2 separate regions of the Rattus norvegicus genome follow, and region 2 is linked to region 1. A link is a contact called in public Hi-C data. All regions are on one chromosome and are shown on one strand. Each heading gives the region's core, a stretch centred on a gene start, on an enhancer-like site or on the middle of the called end of the contact. The rest is flanking DNA. Distances are from core to core; before and after follow the strand shown.

What was found. A called contact is a pair of places that touch in the nucleus more often than the background predicts.
Region 2: a contact with region 1 is called in a Hi-C map of Schwann cells, with 2.3 times the contacts expected there. The contact joins two enhancer-like sites. A contact is called at or near these places in 1 of 12 Hi-C or Micro-C datasets (Schwann cells) and 1 of 1 datasets of contacts at active chromatin or transcription factors (oligodendrocytes).

What each region holds. Positions count from the first base shown.
Region 1 is chr18:51,292,297-51,295,542 of GRCr8, forward strand. No RefSeq gene overlaps it. Among named protein-coding and RNA genes, the nearest start is that of Zfp608, 690 kb to the left of the region's middle. Within about 2 kb of position 1,530, at least 30 of the 93 cell types and tissues checked have an H3K27ac peak or open chromatin away from gene starts, as enhancers often do. A contact at or near this core is called in Schwann cells, where this site is marked.
Region 2 is chr18:51,444,858-51,448,103 of GRCr8, forward strand. No RefSeq gene overlaps it. Among named protein-coding and RNA genes, the nearest start is that of Gramd2b, 640 kb to the right of the region's middle. Within about 2 kb of position 1,689, at least 62 of the 93 cell types and tissues checked have an H3K27ac peak or open chromatin away from gene starts, as enhancers often do. A contact at or near this core is called in Schwann cells, where this site is marked.

The DNA of each region.
Region 1 (3,246 bases), core at 280-2,779:
GGATTGCATAAGGGAATTAGAAATGTCTGCTATAAATGTGGGTCTTAGTCATGTCCACCTTTTCATAATTGGGAATTACATTTTCAATAAAATTAAGTCTATATTTACACACTGTTTTATAAAAATACATTGCTGTGACAAGTCAGGCATGTATCTCTGAATGATTAGGATTAACCTCTGGAAAACTAGTCTCTAGAGTTTTTTCCCCACCATGTATGATGTACCTAGCCATGCATACACCACAGTGCCTGTAGAAATCAGAGGACAACTTGTGAGATAGTTCTTTCCTTCCATCATCTGGGTTCTGGGGCTCAAACTCAGGTCTCAGGCTTAGCAGCAAGTGCCTTCATCCGTGTGTGTGTGTGTGTGTGTGTGTGTGTGTGTGTGTGTAGCAGCTTACTCATGGAGAACATCTACTGTAGAAGAACTCTCACAAGACTTAATTCTCATGAGTCACATGGACTCTGGCACTTAGCCTACCAACAACATATCAGTAGGAAAAACAGGCAGGTGGGACAGAAGGCAAATTCAGATACTACAAAGAGTCTAATATCATTAGATATTAGGAAATTCTTTACATATACATTTAAGGCAGTAATTATGTTCCTTCATGCATTGAGTCATGGTAGGGAGAAGACAGGGCATAGAAGAAAGGACCCCATGTAAGGTATCGGGAAATATTTCCAGACCATGGCTTCCATGGGTCACCTCAGCTGAGCCAGTGGAGCATCACCATCCAGTCCTATTGTAGTGTTTGAAAATGTGCACTGCACCAAGACACGGGTACCCTTACATGCGTATACAAGGCACACACCAATCTCTTTGTTGTGCTCCAGGAGCGTGTATCTGTCTTTGTATCAGTATCTCAAAAACACTTTAAAGATGTTTGAGAAAAGACATGTCAATCTGTTTAAGTAACGGCCTCTTTGAAATTTCCCCTGGTATTTTTAACACGCCTCCTCAGAAAGCTAGACACAATTGCAATCGGAGCAAACAAAGACAATTTGCGTTTGCAATGGAGTAGCTTAATGCTTTCCTTAAAGGTGTAGCTTGATTAATTTCTTTTATTAGGCTAAGCAGGATGATCCACGAAGGAAAGTGCCTTGTAGCTACAGAGAGTTATTATTCATTATAATAAAGGCCAGGGTAGCAACAGCTCAATAATGGGATATTAATGGACTTTTTAACAATGACGCAACAAGCAGCTTTAAAGGAAGCAGGATGAGAACTTCTCAATGGTAAAAAATGAATTGTGTTCTTCCCAGGGAAAAGGAAATAAACACTGGCTATCTTTCAGCCTTTTCTAACTTTACATCCACATTAGTAGAAGCAGTTCAGATCTGCAAGGGAACCCCGTGCCTTCCACAAGTGGATGCAGGAAAAACTGACTCCCATCGGCTGGGGTTTAATGTTATGAATCTGACTTGTCAGCCTGATGATTCATAAGCAGGAACAGAGAGAGTGTGAAGCCTGCATTTCTGAGGTTTGGGAATAGATTAGAGTGTTTAGACAGCTTTCATGTCCGTTCTCAGCCAGCCTTGCTGGACATGAAAGGAACTTCAGAACAGTCTCTAGCTCTACAACAGGCCCAGAGTTGAGATCTAGGGAGATGAATCATTGCTTGTTCAAAGTACAATGAGCCGAATGTCACTGAAGCCTACACTAGCAACCTTTCGAGAAAACCCTGTTTCTGTCTGTGGGTAAAAAAAGTACATAATAACTCTAAATAAAATTAGATGTCTGTGCTGGAAAGATGGTCTGTGTCTCTGATTTCACTGGCTAATGAGAAGCAACCTTTGAGAGAATTTTTTACACGGTGGTATGTAATGCTTGCCCTGGGGTGAGAGGGTTGAAAATTTTTCCTTACTCAACAACGAAATGTCTTTCACAGTGGTTTGATTCTTTGGTGGACCACCATCATTTGGTCCTAACTTTACTCTGTCTTTGGTTATTTCGCTTTTACTGGGGACCCACTACATGCCAAGTATTATGTGCTGGGTTATAGAGATACATGTTTAAAAGGCAATAAGAACTCAGAAAGCTATTATGGAAAAAATGTGTATACGTTGACCACAAAATGTATAGTGAACATCCCAATGAAATTAGTGAGTCTCAGAAACAGAGGGGCTTTTCTCAGGACTGACTAAGAGAATGAATGGGTAGCTGTTTCCAGAGGATGTAATGCATGACTTTGGTTTTGTGAGACAATTAATAGCTTGACATTTGACCAAAAAATGAAATCAAAAAATGCAAAGAATGAATGGTGTGGGCAAAATCATGGAGCAATAACACAGAGAATGAATATAGAAGGAGGCTTGTACAGGACTGTGGGTTTAACTCCTGAAACTGGGAGGGAGAGAATCAGAAACAAGAAAAGGGAACTCATGGACTTAGCTAAGAAAACTCTTACCTCTTTCATAGAAAGTTTGTTTCTGCTACACTGAAGTTAACCTGTGAGCCAAGAAACATGATGTCGATGGATAGTCTCTGGACTGAGATAGCAGAGGCAGCAAGACCTATCTACAAGAGAGTGAGTGAAGCTAGACAGAGTAAATGCAAAGGAGACAGTGAAGTGGGCAAACCATTCAAGATGAAATTGTAAGGGTTTGGGGATGTATGTAAGTGTCTTGAGTCACTTGGTGGAGACACAATTTTTAAGGAGGAACAGAGCAGCATGGCCGTGCGAAGGTCAAGAAACTGACCTAAAGTAGAAGGGGAGGGTATAGATGTTCACAATGTTGAGCTTAGGGTGACCATAGAGGTTAGGAGTCAACAAGAACATGATAATCCTCCCAGCAAGGCTGTAAGACAGGTTTCACAGTTGTACATAATGGCAGGCAAAATAGAGCAAGATGCAAAAGTGAAGCATCCGCGTTGTGCTCTCTGCGTTAAGTTTCAACTCTCCTGAGTACATCCGAAAAGGAGGACATGGATTTGACCCACCTGAAATGAGGAGCCCCACATCTCTCTTGTGTATTTCTCGTGCGTCTTTTCTACTTATCCATGATGCAAGTCATTGAGCTATGAAAGACTTGATTGGGATATTAAAAGGTAATGGGATTGCAATATGTAAAGGGAAGATTTTTGAATCCATTCTAGTCCAAAAGAAAAGCAGTCTGTGAGCTAAAGCATCAGTGAAGTGTGTTTCCCCGGCTCATACATGCGCTGTAAGAGTTTCCCTTAAATCTGTCCAGTGTGGTTGACATTCATCTTTTTTTAACGTAATGTCCACTTTTCTAAATGTTT
Region 2 (3,246 bases), core at 439-2,938, 150 kb after region 1:
CTCATCTATACAGACCATCTCGTGTATTTTTATGTCTAGTAAACCCATTGTGTTGGCTAGATTTTTGTTAACCTTGACACAACTTGGGAAGAGGGAACCTCAACGGGGGGGGGGAAAACGTTTCTGTCAAATTGTCCTATGGGCATAACTGTGAGACATTTTCTTTGTTAATTATTGATATGGGAGGCCTCAGCTCGCTCAGGAGTGGTGCCACTCCTGGACAAGTAGTCCTTGGTTCTATAAGAAAGCAAGCTGAACAAGCCAGGGGGAGCAAGCTAAAAACCAGCATCCCTTCATCGACTCTGCATCAGCTCCTGCCTGCAGTTCTCCGTCCTGACTTTCTTCAATGAAGAATTGTGACACAGGACTGTAAACCCTTTCTTCTCCAAGTTGCTTTTGGTCATGGTGTTTTATTGCAGCAATAGAAACCCCAAGAAATCTCTCTCTTTCTCTCTCGCTCTTTCTTGTTCTCTCTCTCATTCATCTGCCTGGTGCCAGCTAAACATTCTCTTTCAGAAATCATCCCCTGTTACTGCCTACAAAATCATATGCTTCTACTGACTTCTAGGCACCTATGTCTGTCTTCCTTCCCTCTTCAATCCTACTCTTCAGAGGAAGTGACTGTTGCTTGCCCGGTATACTCCCAGGTAGGCACTCTTAGCCCAGGGATCTCGCTCCTTTTCATATCTGTTCTAACTCCAGCATCCAGCACCAGATCCCGTTTATAGAAGGTCCTCAATAGATCTTTTCAGTGATTATTTTGCAATCATTAAATGTTTTGTTTATATATAAGTTTATTGAGGGTCGGGCTTTCTTCCTTTCAACACCGGAATTTAGTATTGCTTATTTACAAAGTATTCCAATTTTCTCAGAGTAATTCTCACCACCCTTCCTTGCAACCATTTGACAGGTGTGACATATTTCACACTTAATTTCATTCCTTCACTAATGATATTATCCTTTTGTGTCCCACTTAGTAAACCATATGAAAATCCACATAAGAGGACCATAATTGCCAGCCTAAGAAATGGCGTAGTCGGTAAAGTGCCTGTCACTTAAGCATGAAGACCTATAATTTCTATGATGCATTCTTTTATTCAAGAGCAAGTTCAGTCATCAGCTTAGCTACTCCTAAAAAGAAAAACACAATGTTCACCCAGACTAAATTGTATATATAGAGAAAAGAAGTTAAGATAGTTTCTTGGGAAAAAGGGATAAAGGAAGAAAATTAAAATGTTGAAACGACACTGAAGGAAAATCCAAGAAAAGCAAGGACTTTATAATGCTCAGAAAGATTATCCCTGAGTTTTATGAGTACAGAAGTAGTTCAGAAAACCCTAAGCAAGTTTTCCTAAAGGAAAGCACTTCTATTACAACCCTCCCCCACAAAAAGCCTAGGTCAAACATTATTAAAACTCTCAGGCACATGGAGGTAGTTTCCTGGAATTTGAGCCCGGCACATTGCACAAATAGTTTTGATGTGTCCATAAAATATCTCCTAAGCTGTCTTTTACAAGTTACAGCCGAGTGGGAGGTGTACGGCCCATTTCTCCAGCCTGGAAAAATATTTCCTTATAGAATAATCTCTCTGTAAGACAGATCTGTTTGCTTCTCTTTTCCCCGACTCTATGCCTCATGTGGGAGTACTTGGGAACAGAGCGCCTGGAGGGATCAACGGCGTTTTCTAAAGCAAACACAACGTGAGTGCTATTCCTGGGTTACACACTCGGCAGCTGTAATAGGAACCGTGTAGGAGCAGCCCCTAATGGCATTCAAATCATGTACTAACAGTTCGCAAGTGTCAGGTGTTTTTCATTTGCTGGCTGGGGGAAGAGAGATCCGGCTGCTTTCCTACACTGAACAGCTTTGTAACTCCTGCAGAGCGAAGGCACACTGTGTTTCTGAGCCTCTATTATGTCAGATGAATGCCACAGTCAGAAGCCCGAGAGGACATGTGATCCTGGTTTAGATTCCCCCCAACCCCCACCCCCAGATGTCTCGAAGCATTTCAGTAGCGTGGATATTCTGTGAATGCGAGGAACTGTAAAGTCACAGAGCCTGTCTCAGTGTTGAACTTCACATAAGACTGAGGACACCTATTTTTTTCTGTCCAGGGATAATGAAATACTCATGCACACACTTTCATCTTATTGAAGGTTTGAATTTTCAGAGTGGCCTCTTGCGGAGCCCCAGATGGCTGCTTGTCAAACCCACACATCAAGCTAACTATAAATAGTGTGGGTTCCCATAGAACAATGAACTTCACATTATACATGCTGAGCGAAGCAGAATGCCTTTGGCTTATTTGACTGTTTTTGTGTTTTTCTTTAAATGCCACTTGGTCACAGAATACAACATGCTTTGAGAACACCAACGTCCATTACATACATCGCACCAACAAGTCATTAACTGTGGAATAGACACAACAGTGTGGATTTGGGGGTAGGAAGTCATTCTTAGAACATTGCCTAAATATTTGGGTTTTAGTAAAACCTAAAATATTTTTATTAAACCTTTTCCATCATGTGTCATGCTACACATTTCAAACTTACTCAGTCCATTTGTCCCGAATCCATTTATATTGCCCTCATGACGACAATTCTCGGTAAACAAAACTTGTAACACGCAAGAAGGGCTTATGATCTCTTCAGAAAAGGCAGCTGGAATTCCAGGACAAAGAAAATATTTTTCCATGTTTAATTCTAAACATAGTGTCTACCAGAAACTAAACAACAACAACAAAAAAATCTATTTATATCAATATAAGCCATGGATAGATCCGCATCAATTTATATCCAATTAAACACATATGAAAATTAAGTATGTTCTAAGATTTTTAAAAAATTGTTAATAAGTATGTAAAAATCATCTATGTAGAGCCCGTGTATTGATCTATGATTTAGGATAAAAATTATTTATACCTCTGTCTTGCATTCCTTATTCTCTAGCCCTGAATAAGCTGCTTCCTGTGGAGCACCCTGGAGTCACAGATGATCAACCTTGTTGATGGAGCCAACCTTCAAGTGTCATCCCTTTTCCCAGTTCTCCCTCCAGAAACCCCCTATCCCATCCCCCTTCCCCAGCTTCTATGAGGGTGCTCCACTCCCACCTCCCCTCCCTGGCATTCCCCTACACTAGAATATTGAGCCTTCGCAGGACCAATGGCCTCTCCTCCCATTGATGGCCAATGAGGCCATCCTCTGCTATACATACTGGAGCTATGGGTCACTCCATGTGTACTCTTTG